Linked DNA regions of Lathyrus oleraceus: region 1 is linked to region 2. Evidence: chromatin contacts called from public Hi-C data. All regions are on one chromosome and are shown on one strand. The core of a region is the stretch at or near the end of the contact, and the rest is flanking DNA. Distances in the headings are between cores, read along the strand shown.

The links. A called contact is a pair of places that touch in the nucleus more often than the background predicts.
Region 1: a Hi-C map of leaf shows a contact between it and region 2, with 5 times the contacts expected there. The contact joins the promoter of LOC127083045 here to the promoter of LOC127083036 in region 2. A contact is called at or near these places in 2 of 2 Hi-C or Micro-C datasets (both in leaf).

The regions. Positions count from the first base shown.
Region 1 is chr1:450,189,464-450,196,544 of CAAS_Psat_ZW6_1.0, reverse strand. It overlaps LOC127083045 (OVARIAN TUMOR DOMAIN-containing deubiquitinating enzyme 1), which reads right to left and starts at 5,774. Exons shown (of 9, transcript XM_051023279.1): 1 at 5,564-5,774; 2 at 5,104-5,320; 3 at 4,164-4,229; 4 at 3,973-4,056; 5 at 3,706-3,828; 6 at 2,807-2,859; 7 at 2,609-2,658; 8 at 2,436-2,536; 9 at 1,758-2,260. The coding sequence starts at 5,259. The coding sequence ends at 1,997. It overlaps LOC127115911 (calcium-binding protein KRP1), which reads left to right. Exons shown (of 1, transcript XM_051047327.1): 1 at 1-111.
Region 2 is chr1:450,016,199-450,023,609 of CAAS_Psat_ZW6_1.0, reverse strand. It overlaps LOC127083036 (E3 ubiquitin-protein ligase CSU1), which reads left to right and starts at 2,335. Exons shown (of 2, transcript XM_051023267.1): 1 at 2,335-2,678; 2 at 5,526-6,430. The coding sequence starts at 2,440. The coding sequence ends at 6,201.

The sequences.
Region 1 (7,081 bases), core at 4,525-7,024, 170 kb before region 2:
TAAGCATGTTTTGGTTTTGGGTTTGTGTGTGTATTTTTCTAGTTTGTCTGTTGAAAATGTTCCCTAATATTTATTTAAGGTCGCTTATGTATTAAAGTTTTCATTTTGATCCATGATGTTACAAATGTTACATCATTTTAGTTCGCTGTTCAATTCTCACCTAACATTGTTAAAAGAATTTTATGTAATCGACAATTGTAGATGGCTGCTACAAATAGTGAAGATTAAGGAGCGTCAACATGACTAACAAACTATTATTGTAAACTTTTTAGATAACCCTGATATTTCTAAATATGTATTTTATAAATATTTTAATATATATATTATTGAATACGGTTAAGATGGAGTGCACCGTGAAAGTTTGGACATATTAGTAGTAGACATGGCAATGGAGTAGACACCAATTTTATCTCTCTTCTATTTTAACTCTAAACCTCAAATAATATTTGTTTTTTTTGTTCTGTTGATTTATGATGGAAATCTCCACCCTTCAAATTATTTTGTATTTTTAATATTTCATTGTGTCAGTATGGATTTTACTGAATCATAAACTCACCACAGACAATCCACTCCTCGATCCATATAGAGGATTTAATTTTTTATAAAAATATTTATTTTTTTCAACTCAAATTACACTATAAATAATAAAATATAACAATCTCAAAAAATTTCATATATATATTTAAATAACAAAATATAAATTAAAATATCAAAACATATTTAATATTTTAAATTATTAAAAATAAATAATAAAATACATTATAAAATAAACAAAATTCATTCGAGGTGAATACTAATGTCTTCGTTATCCAATTTATTTTAATATCTTGTAATAAAAATAAAAAATCAAACCCAAATTTAAATCCAATCAAAGTGGATTTTTTTCTTTGGTTATGTTGTCATGGTTATATATTAAATTTTTTAAAATGTTTTTACAAACTTTTTGACATGTTTGTTGAAAGATTAAAACATTTTTAAATGAAACCTCCCATAAATCAAAGATCATTTATAAAATTCACACTTAGTTCCTTTATTTCCATAAAGTTTAAATTAAAAAAATAACATAGAAGAACTCACAGTTCAAAGACCATTTATAGGATACTTACAATAAATAAATGACAAAATTAATCTTTTGAAGTACTAAGCTCTGTACTTAAAATAAATAAATGATAAAATTAATCTTTTGAAGTACTAAGCTCAGTAGTAACTTTGCAGTATATCAACTATTTATGTAGTATTTTATCATTTAAGTTGTAGCAATTATACACAAGGTTTTAAACTCTCAAGTTTCCTCACAAAAATGAGTTAAACCGCTTCTTAACTTTCTTCTTGACAAACTCATAAAATCTAATTATCTAAAATAATACACAAACTAAAAAAAAGAGTTAAACCGCTTCTTAACTCCCTTCTTGAGAGACTCTTATAAAATCTAATTATAATTAAAATAAAATTGAGAAACTCTTAATCTTGATATTTTATTATATGGAGATGAAATGGTGAATTATTGTTATTTTAAATTCAAGGAATTTACCTAAACTCTATGTTTAACAAACTGGCTTAGCAGGAGATTTAACAAGGAATTTTAAGTCCAGTAATCATCATCATCTCCCATTGCAAGACATACTAATTTTTAATCATGAACGCATTATTGTAGCATATGATACGCATCTGCATCATTCTAGAAACTATGCCATCAGAACTCACTAACTCCCAATGCAAAGAAATATCAGGAAGAATGAAATTGTGACCCCAAAAAATGAAGAAACATAAAATGGTGAGTTTTGATTATTAATGCACTAATGTTGGCATACTTTGTTGATCAAACTTTCAAAACATGTTATAACATTCCAGACATATTTGACCATTCAACATTAACAAGACAAGACAGAGTGAGTATATATGCCCTTCTTAACAACCAACCTCAGTCTATAGTTGTTTGCGGCTCCAAAGATCGCCGAAAAAGTAAAAAATAAAAGGTCTCCCCAGACGGCCATCCTCACTTTGGATAGAGGATATCATAGTGACCAGGACGGTATAGCAATGTGATGAAGGGATTCTTCTTTTCAGAGCTGCCACTAGAACTTGGGAGATCATCTGCAGATGGGATGAAATCATGATGATTTACACTGACACCGCCAGTATCACATGAGCTGCGGTCAAGGTACACAACACGGATGGGAACGCCCAGTGCATCTGAAAGGGCAGTAATGTGCACATGGTCGCTCTCTTCGCCCATTGGTTCAACAGCTGATTTGCAAAACTAAACCACAACAACATGAAAGAGATGGGGATATTATATTAAAATCAGATTACTAAAACCATATACTGGCTTTCTACAATAAAACTAATAGCTAAATTATTTCTTTCTTGTCAGATCCCAACTTTACAAGCAACTTATGGAAAGATGGAAAAAAGTTCTTAGCATTGAAACCAACCTGCTCAACTGTTGTATTGGTTAAGCCCATTATGAAAGGTTCAAAAAATTCTGAGCGGTTTTGTATTGCAGCAGACGTGACAAATCTGAAGAACATAACAACTAAAGAAAACATTTTGTCAAGAAAAATGAAAGAAATGAGATCAGGACATGAGACGGATCTAAATCACTCACCATAATCAGATACAGACTGATCTCGGCTTCTAAGCACAAGCTCTTCATGACTGTGATGATATAATATATTCAAATATAATAATTAGGGCTAGATAAACAGAAAATTGTGATAACTGAGTATTCTGAGAATATATCATGCTTCCAGTTCAGAATTGTCGATGCAAATTCATGGTGATTGGTGAAGGAAAAAGTTAACACCTTATGGAAGTCTCTTTCCCTTGAATTACATCTTCCAGCTGCTCAAGGAATAGCTGAAATATTTTTTACAGTGAGATAGTAAAAGGTAAATTTACAGTGAGATAGTTAACACCTTATTAACCTCTGGGTACCAGATGCCCAGTTTATAGCATTTAAAAAAAATTAAACAATGTATTCTTGAATGAGAACTATAAGCCAGAAAATTTTCCAAATTCTTCCCTCAAATAGAAAACTTTATACAGAATTAAGATTGAAATTGAATGCAGCCTATATTTTTTTTCTATTGTATAACTTTTCAACTTTTTTAAAAATTTGCCCCATAACATAACTCTGATCAGCCGATTTTTTATTTTCCATAGCTCCATATCATAAAGATTAAGAGGCTTAAACTTTTTTGCTACTCTAGTTATTGGTTTCTATATAATATCACAATAACCTCGCCTCAAAGTGAACATCCTTTATTATCATTTCAAAGGGGAAGGATATAAAGAAAAAGTGACATGACATCGAAGATGATAATAAGCCACTGCATGATGATTAGGATAACTTATCACATTTTTTTAAATTATAGAAAAGATAAGTTTAAGAAACGAATTCAAATTCCAATATGAATAAACAAAATTAAAACTGCACAGATGGAAGACCCATTCATATACTTTCCATAGAAGGCTAGATAGACAGAAGGCATATGTGAAGTCATAGTAGCTACTTTCGACAAGCCTAGAGGTTAGCTTAGATTACTACGTATACCCGGCACAATTTGTCTATGTTTGGATCATTTTTCATAAGTTTAGTCGGTATATTCATTTAGGCTAGAAAATCATTGAGGTATTTGTATAAAGTAAGCAAGGATGTAACCCCAGAAACACAAGGAACGAAGAATGCAATTGATAAGTTACCGTAAAAAAATCTTCAAAAGTCAACTCTGCATAACCCAAGGTCTGAAGTGCTTTTCTACTTCTCTCAATATTAACCTTGACGCGATCAATTTCTGCTTTGTCTTGAGCTTCCAAAAGATGCTCCTAGAGAGAGAGAGAAGACTAATTTATTGACTGAAATTATTGGAAATTTGGAATGTTTTATTCCAAATCCCCTAGACCCAAGCCAGAATATCCATTCAATTTTGAAGTAGAAGATGCTACTAAACTGGAAACAATAAAACATACGAGGTATGAAAACATAAAGCCTCGAAAGAAGCAGTTTCCATCTCCCCGAGTACGCCGAATGGAAGCATATTGCTCAGCAAGCACCTGCATTAAGAGGAACAAGAGAAAGATTCAAGAAATATGACAACATGCTAGGATATGATAAGACACAACACAAAAGAAGATAGGGATAAAAGTTTGACCAATCAAACCTTGATTTTTTCCAGTAAGATAGGACTGCCTGATTGATATTCAGCAGCCAAGCTAGATAGTGGTTCCTGCCAATTTACCACATGAAATCTTTGTCCTTTAAATAATTACTAAAATAAAATTGTATTGCATCCCCTCCTCCATCCACTAAAGAAATCCCAAAGATTAAAACAAACAACAAGACACCTAAAGTAATGGCATTTATAGTTTAACAACCTGTGGCACTTTGCTCAAATAAATTCTTCATCAAATTCAGGTGTATAAGAGAAGGGAATCTATTAGCAGTTTAGCACTATGTACAACAAGGCCCTATTTGGATAGACAGCTTATTCGTAGCTTCGAGCACAAACACTTATCATGATCTATAACCTATTTCAATAACAAAAGATTAAAAAAATTTAGAATGTTTTCCTATAAACTATAAGCTATTTTCATAAGCTATCTTGAGAACTTGTGAAAATAAGCTAAAAACAACTACTGAATAAGTTTTCCAAACAGTTTTTGCAAAACTTATGCCCTCAATCAATTAGCTGAAAACAACTTACAAAAGTAATGCCATTTATAGTTATACAACTTGTGGCACTTTGCTCAAATAAATTCTTCATCAAATTCAGGTGTATAAGAAAAGAGAATCTATTAGCACTATGTACAGCAAGGCCCTATTTGGATAAACAGCTTATTCGCAGCTTAGAGCACAAACACTTATCATGATCTATAATCTATTTCAATAACAAAAGATAAAATAAATTCATAATGTTTTCCTATAAATAAACTATAAGCTATTTACATAAGCTATCTTAAAAACTTGTGAAAATAAGCTGAAAACAACTTTTGAATAAATTTTCCCAAACAATTTTGCAAAATTTACACCCTCAATTAACTAACACTTAATTCTACATAATCAAGAAAACAAGTTTCAAAGAGTTAGCCATTTAGCCTTACCTTGTCACCCACATATGGAAGCTTCTTGGCTTCATCGTCATGAATAGAAGATGTCTGCTGCATTACATCCTCATCCTCAAAAGCGTTCCACCCACAACCTGGACCATCCTCATACACCACTTCCCCATCATCCAAAACTGGTTCTTTATTCCGCATTTTTCCCTCTTAACGGAGTTCAATTTCTTTTCAAAACAAGCAACAATCGAACTAAATAACACTGCCAAAGATAACAATAAAATTCATCATAGTTGACCGAATCATAAAATTGCGTTGAAATCACGGCACAAGAGAATAACAGAATCAATTAGAAATTCTTGATGAAACGAGGTAAAAAATCAAAATCAAAATCAAAAGACGAAATTGGCAGGGTTTTGAATCTTGTGCAGATCAAATTGTTGATTGTTTCATCGATCATTTGCATTGAGGAAGAAAAAGAGGAACGCGAAATGGGGAACTTTACCTTGCGCAAGTTGAAGATTGAAATCAGTGAGTGAGGTGCAAGAGCGGCAAGAGTGAACACGAATCCCTAAAATCTCGAAAGATTAAAATGCAATTGCTAAACGCACCGGTGTTTAGCGTTTTATACCCGCACAAACGGTTATATGTGTGTGATAACAATGAGGGATTTCCTTCAAAAACAAAAAATTATTTGAAACTCCTAAGGAAATAATTGTGAGTATTATTAGTCCATAGATAGATTTAAACAATTTACAAACATTGTTAGTATTATTAGATGTAATGCCATGAAATAGTTCCATATAAACCTCTTCATTTAAGTTTTTTAAGTTTTTATATACAAAGGCATTATCAACATCTTTATAGTTGTTAATTTGGCAACAAGTGAGTAAGCATCAAAATTTTATATCTTTTATTTGAGTGAAATTTTTTTGTAACAAATCTAGCATTATTTCCCTTAGGTGGATATTTTATATATCTATTTGCATCTAGTAAGTCTCTTATGTGGTGCTAACTTTGTGATAATCCATTTTTTTTTTTTGATTAGGTGTTGTAAATTGTGCGTCCATAACCTTTAACCAATTATCATACTTAATAGATAGTTTATAAGTAGGAGGTTTCATATACAAAAATTTAGAGTTTGTAAATGAAAATTTGTAATGTGATAAAACATTATTGGCATGTGGCATTGAAAAATATCTATAATATAAAAAAAAGAAGATAGTTGTGGAAGCTCTATTTTATATTTCTGTAATGTCATTATTTTGAGGATAAAATATTTCTGCAATGTCATTATTTTGAGGGTAAAATATGTCCAAATTTTACTTTATGCAACCAAACTATCATAATTTGTATTGTTTGGTTTCTACTTATTCTATTAACTTTCAACTTACCTTGTGTTGCAACTTGACTTGCTTTGGTTGGTTACAAAGTAACTATCTGATTTAACTTTATCACATAAACCAATGTTTAACTTTTTCATATATCCCTCCAAAATACAACTTTGTACTTTCTCCCTCCTGACTTTTCTCTACTTGAACTTCTTTCTCTCTCATACTTTATCTGCTCAATCTGAAGGTGATGTTTGCAACCTAGACACCAACCTCAGATTGCTTATGTAAATTTTTTTACCCTTTCGATACTAAGAAGCTTAACATCAAAGGTTGAAGAAAATGAACTTTGCAAATCATTTTACCAACAAATGGTCTGCCTTCTTCATTATTCATGTAATTGTTATGAGTTATTGATTTTGAGCCTATGAAACAATACTTATTGGTATACCCGATAAAAGTTTATAACTTTAGGTTTCAATATGTGTTCGTTTTTGTGTTTTTCTTCATTTTTTCATATATTAATGCTCGTGAGCTACTCTGATTCTTTTTTCAGATTCTCTTCTGGTTGTTGTTATATTGATGTTTTATGAGCAACTATGTTTCAGAATCTGTTATGTGAAGTTGTTATTTTGATGTTTGTGAGCAACTTATATGGCCCGATTCTGTTTACGTGTTCATATTTGTGTATG
Region 2 (7,411 bases), core at 1,086-3,585:
TGAAAATAAAATACAATCCATAACGAATCCAAAGTACAACTACTATATATTACTGCACTACTGTGTATGTCGAACTCCATCTCGTCCGCCTCATCAAGCTCTTCGGCCTTTAATACCCTCGTCCTCTAGCGCTGTCTCCAATCCATCAATGTCTGTCGTGCCTTTGTCATGATGACATCTAGGACCTGCCTCACATCAGACTCATCAGGAAAAATACCTTTGTCAATGCCTGCCTGCACAATCTCCACTATGCAATGACATCTAGGTAAGACATCACGAGGATGATTTAACTGTGCATGCACCTCCGCTAGTATCACCTAATAAGCTAGCTTCGGTGGATCTCCTGGAGCATCCTGTACCATATACAAATGTGACACCCTGAAGAACGACCTGATGTACCTGTCAACGTAGCTCCATTCGTTCTAAATTATCGTACTTTGTGCCTCCTCTAGTACTAGATAACTAAGATAATCATTAAACATGTCATCCATGTATCTACGTGTCATATCAAGAGGAGCAGAGACAACAGAGTATCTGCGAATGGAGCCCCACAGTGCTAACCAAATATATAATAGGTATACTCTCATACATACGCTCTATAGAGCCCAATCTACTCGTCATCGCCTCTAGCCTGCTCATCTCTAAGGATCTCATATTATATACCATTTTCATGAGTTCAAACATAGCATGAGCCCCTCTGTTTTTTTTTAAACTCCCTTATGGCAGCCTATGGGTCAACTCTCAGATAGTCTACCATCATATTGAGTGCCTCGTCTTTGGTAATCCTCCCATGATCTAGAAGTTTCCCTCTGATCAGAAGATGCAGCAAACACGACACATCGTCAAGTGAGACATCTCACTAAGCGGTATATAAAATGACGAGGCAGCAATGTGTTATCTCTCCACAAATGCATTAAGTATCCCGTAGTTGACCGTAATATAACCGATCATGCACAAGTCCTTCATCCCAGTTAAGAACAAAGCATCCTGAAACCACTCCTGATTCAGTTGAGGCAAGTCAGTAATCTTCTGCACATGGTTAATAAACTTAAGCGAACCACAGTCCTGCAGAAAAATAAATTTAAAACATAATTAAAAAAAACGAATCCAACTAATCTTACCTCTCCATCCCATATATGTCTTGCAATATGGTCCAAATACAGAGGCAACAATGACAACTCTATAGGGCCTCTTCCAAATGCTTGAGGTGGCACTGGCTCATCAGCTCCATCAGCCTCACCATCTGGAAGTGGCGTTAGCTCAGCAAGCTCAACAATCGGAGGTGGCAGTGGTGCATCAAGTACAATCGATGACTCGGGTACCTTTGGCACATTTGAAATCAGTCACCTGCGGAAAGATGAAGGGAGTGGTGCGTCGGTAGGTGAAACCCGTAGAAGACGAAGATGGGAAACATAAGCCCCATAAGTAGATGCCTCAACATGGCTAGAGTGAACATGAGCCTCTGAAACTTGACTATTCTCCCCGTGTACTAATGTTTGTTGTGCAATCTTCCAGTGTCGCGGTTTATCGTGTCTATCAACCATAATGCATGTAAGTAAACCAGAAAATTAGTACAAGCAACACTACAAGCAAGAAAGTAAAAAAAATAGACTGATGATTTTTAGAGATGCATCTTCGATTACTGTGAAACTAAACATTGAAAAATTCTGGAGATGCATCTTCAGAATTTTCTACAACTCTCCAAGTCTATCAATGACGACAATGCAGACATACAAACCCCAAAAATAATGGTTTGATTGTTATTTTCAACCAACAAACATGTTTTACAGTATGTATAAACTACTATTCATGCAAGTCCTACTCATTTCTTACCAAAATCATCATTTTCTATTCATTTACGCAAAAGTTTAAAAAACTTATCAAAACATTAAAAACTTACAAATTTAGACTTTACTTTAGTGTTGAATGATGTCTCTGATGTACTTGATGTTGATTGAAGATCCTTTGAGATTGGTTGTTTGATTTTGGACTTGATTGATGATTTTTTTTAGAGAATTTGAGAAAGTTTAGAGTTTTTTTAGAAATGAGGAGAAAGAAGGGTTCTGACCCGATTTAAGGTCCAATACCATTTGAAGATGCATCTTCGAAATAAGTTTGAAGATGCATCTCTAGAGTATTTTAACGTTAAGTCAAAATTCTATATAATCATAGTGCGTCCGAAGATGCATCTTCGAAAACCGATGGCATTTTTGTATTTTGACATGGTACCTAACTAATATATAGAATGATTAAGAAATTTCCAAAATAAAAATATTTAATAAAAAAAGCCCAAGTAAAAAGCCCTTAAAAGCCCATTAACATCCATGGGTCTGATAAAAAACATGATAGAAATCGAAAATCAATCAAAATCGAAAATCTGAAAGTTGAAGATCTCAAACCCTAACAATCTTTGTGTGAAATTGGTGATTGGGGAAAGAAATGCCTCAGAGACATTCGAAGAATAACAACGATCTCGCGTTCTTCACCTACGATGAGAAGCGGAAGCTTGGTTATGGAACGCAGAAGGAGAGGTTGGGGAAGGATTCAATCAAACCCTTCGATGCTTGCTCTCTCTGTCTCAAATCGTTAATTGATCCTATGAGCTGCCAAAAAGGTCATCTTTTCTGTAAAGAGTGTATTCTTGAGTGCTTGTTGTCTCAGAAGAAAGATATTCAAAGGTACTTTCAAGTTTTTTCTTCTGTTCAATAAATTTGAATGTTTGATTTTTGTGTAGTTTGAAATATGTGTGCTATATAGTGATTTCAAAACGCATCTGTGGTATTGGCCAGACAATTTATTGGAGCTCAAATCTCCATTATTGTCATGGTAGAAGGAAAATATGGCAGCATAGATATCTGCTGCTAGAAAAACCTTCCTCAAACTGCTCGAAACCTGAACATGGAAAGGAGGAAAGTAAGATTCACAAATAGTGCTGGACTGGTGTGATAGAATTATAATTTAGTCTAACTCATTCCTACAATATAAACCATTAGTGGGTTTTATTTTTAACCAATTTAGGACTTGGCTTTTCCCAATACACCCCTCATGTCCCACACTATTGGACTCGGTGTGTGTATATAAACGGTGGGTGGCCCATATTATGGGTATGTGGGACTTGTTTTCAATACACTTCCTTGCGCCCATCACTATTGGGCTTGGTGCGCATATAAACAGTGGATGGCCCGAATCGGTAGGCAGTGATACCATTATTGAATTAGACTTTATCCTAACTCATCCCTACAAAACCGGCTTGTAAGGTGAGGGGTGTCACTCTATATGATGGGTGATACTCCCAAAACACTGTCCAAGAGTATGTTGAGCTTTAATAAGGCAACTTCTATCTCTTGATTTCATATTAATCTAGGACCGATCGGTGTTTTTAATTTAAAAGTCAAGTTTATTCCTCTGCCTTCTTAGAACTGTTGAACGTACTCAGTGTCACATGCCCTACGTTCAACTGTTTTAAGGAAGCAATGTAAAGAAGGTCGAGGGATAAGCTTGACTTTTAAGTCAAAAACACCGACCGATCCTAGATTAAAAACACTGACACACAATCCAGTGTCCTACCTATAGGCCACAGGCCAATGATAAAAGCGTGAAGGATATCCTGTGCTGCTAGACACTTATTTTTGTAAGTCAGGAGACGAGCATACAAAATAGTTGCTGATGGAACCCCCTTTCAAACAGAACACAAATAATTTTTTGAATAATTGAATTGGTATATTTTGATCTACCGTCTTTAAATTGAGTTAGCGGTTTTAAATGCGTCTAGTGCAGCTCCCATGTCGGTGGTCAAAGTTAAAGATTCTCTCTCAATATAAAATAAGCCCATGCATCACGAGGATCAACATTTGTTGCTTTTCTAATAAGTTCCTCACCCTTTTCGGTCTGACCAAACTGAGCATACATGTAGCCAAGCATTTGCAGTATCGGGTACATCATCAAGATCCTTCTGAAAGTTTGAGAGTACACTCCATAAATCTTCCAACTTCATTTGTAGTTGTCACACTCCATTTATGCCCTTACTTTGCCTTAGAGCTTCAAACACACTAAATTTTGAATAAGATGATACAGCATATGTAATAAGCGTCCTCCCGTTCTCTGCTGTAACATTTTACTTCTCCCAACCTTGATGCATTCTTCCAGCTCCTTCTTGCATGCCCATTCTGTCTTACCACAACCAGATCGTTTCTGACAAGTTTATTTCCTTGGAATATGAATTTTGTTTTTTGCACCCAAATCACAGGGGTTGTGCCCCAGTATTTGTATATGCTGATTTCTCTTGAGCTGTTCACTTCATTGAGCCCAAAGAAGTTGGCTGCAGAAGTGATAAGAGAATTTTTGCATGTATTCCTTCAATCCTTTGGGCTGGCGCTTGGCCTATTCAAGCCAAAATAGAGGCTAATTGAAGAACCACTTTTTTAGTTTTCCTGTATTAATCTCCTTACCAAAGCCTGCCACGGCTCAATCTTTAGTTCAAAAAACAAGCCTATTTTGCAAAGTTTTCACGCGGTGCTTCCTTCCTCTTCTTTTAGAATTGATCAGGATCCGATCCATATCTGGCCTTCCTCTGAATCAGATAGTTAAGACCAAAAATATTTTAACTGTTTCCTGTGAAGGACATAGCTGTTGTGTACACTCCCGTGACAACACAGTTGGCAAGGACATGCAAAATTCCACATTACGATTAGCATGTGGTGGCTCTTAGGGTGGGTGGTAGTGAATAGGTAATTGATCGAGTCCAGTTACTCGAGAGAGACACTCATTGTTGTGCTAAACGTTGTTTGCTCTGCTGGTTATGTCACACTATCAAGCACATGTGGGTTTGCAGCCGGTGGGAGCATGGTCAAACTACCTTTGACTTGGATCGCCATTGTTGCCTTGGGAATTCCTGATCTGACAGTTTCAATGACAGATAAAGCATGGTTTGAATCCTTTGTGACCAAGAACTGGTCCTGTCACCATCGCGCGTTGACTTTTCAACGATTTTTGTCATTGTTATCAAGACTTATTGGCTGCTCCATTTTTTCTTCACGAACATTCTTTGTTCCTTCATTTTCTCAACTGAATGTACGAAGAAATCAATGGATGATTCCATCTCTCGTCAGTCTTTTTGTTCTATTGTAGTAAGTCCCTCAAAAGTCCAGGTACCATAACTGGACCAGTTTTTATGAGCTTTTCAATTGGCTTTGTTTGATTTAACTTTCCATTTGATTTAACTTCCTCAAATTTTGACATAAATTTTGACACTTTGGCTAATTTTCTTATTCCTTAAATAGATTAGGTGCTCTATTAGCTGCTGCCATTATTTAATTTTTGCAAATTTTCTGTATGATAGACTAAATGAATTTACTAGTTCTATCCAGAAAATCCAGTAGATTGTGATAGCTGGTATTCCGTAATTCAGAACATTTAAATATATGTTGTTCTTATGCATGTTATATTTTCTTGCTATGGATACTACCAGAATTATGCTGTGAACATTAACAATGTTGTTTTTTATATTTCCATTTGCAATAAAATAGGAGGCTTGTGGCACATTCTGCTCAGCAGAAGCAAGAAAAAGAAGAGGAAGAAGAGAAATTAACGTTGCAGAAGGCTAAAGAGCTTGATGCATTTGATCAGCAGAATCACGGTGCTGTACCACAATACAGTGATAGAAGCTATAACCGTGATAAGAATGGTTTTCATGGAGCAAACAGTGTAAAGGTCACTTCCTATGAGGAGGAAGCTCTTAGGACAATGAAGGCATTTTGGCTACCTTCCGCTACACCAGAAGCTTCTGTTAAAGTAGACGCTCCCTCTACAACTACTATCTGTCCAGAAGGCAAGGAGAATCTGAAGTTAAAAACACTTTTCCCTGTCCAGTTCACCGAAGATACTAGTGAGCAGAAAAAACCCAACGCCCTTGATAGGAGCTACGTTTGTCCTAGCTGCAAAACCACTCTCACCAACACAATGTCACTTGTAGCCCTCAGTTCATGCGGGCATGTTTTTTGCAAAAAATGTTCCGACAGATTTATGGCTGTCGACAAGGTTTGTCTTGTTTGCAACAAGGCGTGTAAAGAGAGACATCTGGTGAATTTGAAGAGGGGAGGTACAGGTTTTGCGGGTCACGACGATAATCTTGAAGCCAAAGATTTCAAGCATTTGGGAAGCGGGTCTGGTTTGGGGCTGGTTAGACCTGCGATGAAAACTTAAATCTGTATTGGTTAGAGTGTTGTGGAGGATGATATACTTAATTCAAAAGAAGAAATCTGCGTGTTAAACTTCTCTTTATTGTTTAGTGATGTATTTGACTAGTTGTATTTTATATTTGGTTAGCTCAAATCACAGTCTGGTAGATTGAAAAACCAGCTTGTTCTGTTAGATGTAGTGGATCCAATTTCAGGTATATTAATTCAACAGTGACAATGATAGTTGAAGGCGAGGTGGTTTTTGTGGTCAATATTCCATGTGATTAACTTGATGCACGTGGGCTGCTTTAAGAAACAGGTTGAAGCTCTTATCTGCCAACGCAACGAGAAGACATTCCAACAAAAGCCAATCACAGAAAGTGGAATTCTTTCGTTATCAATTCAAAGTCCTACTTGATTGCAGACTGACTCATTCTCACCTTTTGTTTTATAAGATAACAATTTTTTTTTAAAATTTATCCAATAATTAATGTATCTGATATATTATTAATTGCTTATAAATAGGACCAAGATGGATAGGACCGAAGGAAGTTCTCTCTTATAAATAAAATATGAGGGAGTAACATTTATGGAATCCACTTGAATAAAGAAAAACTCAAACTAAATTGTTTCATAATTTATTTCTGTATATTTTGAAAAGTCACATAAAATACAGCTGAAGTTGCATGAGTGGCAGGGTAATGTGCATGATGACTGTATTACTTTATCCATACACATCTCTCTCTCTCTCTCTTATCATCCATGTCCTAACTGTTAACGATCAGATTCATTTTAATTGATTATTAATTTTTTACAAAATCACAAAATTTTGAGTTTAATTCTTATTAAAGTTGAAATACTAATCATTCATAATATTGAAGATTGTAAAAATATATTTTTTATTTTTAAAATATTTCACAAAAAATAGATATTTTAAATCTTCAAAAAAAGACTAAAATAAAAAGAATGACAGATATTTTTTTGTAAAACTAAACTTTAAAAGTTTATATTTTTATAGAGATTAAAAATATATTGAAATAACTTTTTACTATCCTTTAATATAAGACCATATTCAAACTGACAAACATTTATACTTTTTTATGATAATTTTTATTAAATTGATAATTGAGAAACATAATTTTTTTCTCTCATTTTAGATAATTAATTATAAAAATAATTATGTAAAAGTTAGACTATTGCGTGCCCAAAGATTATTTTCAAATTCAAAATCTTGT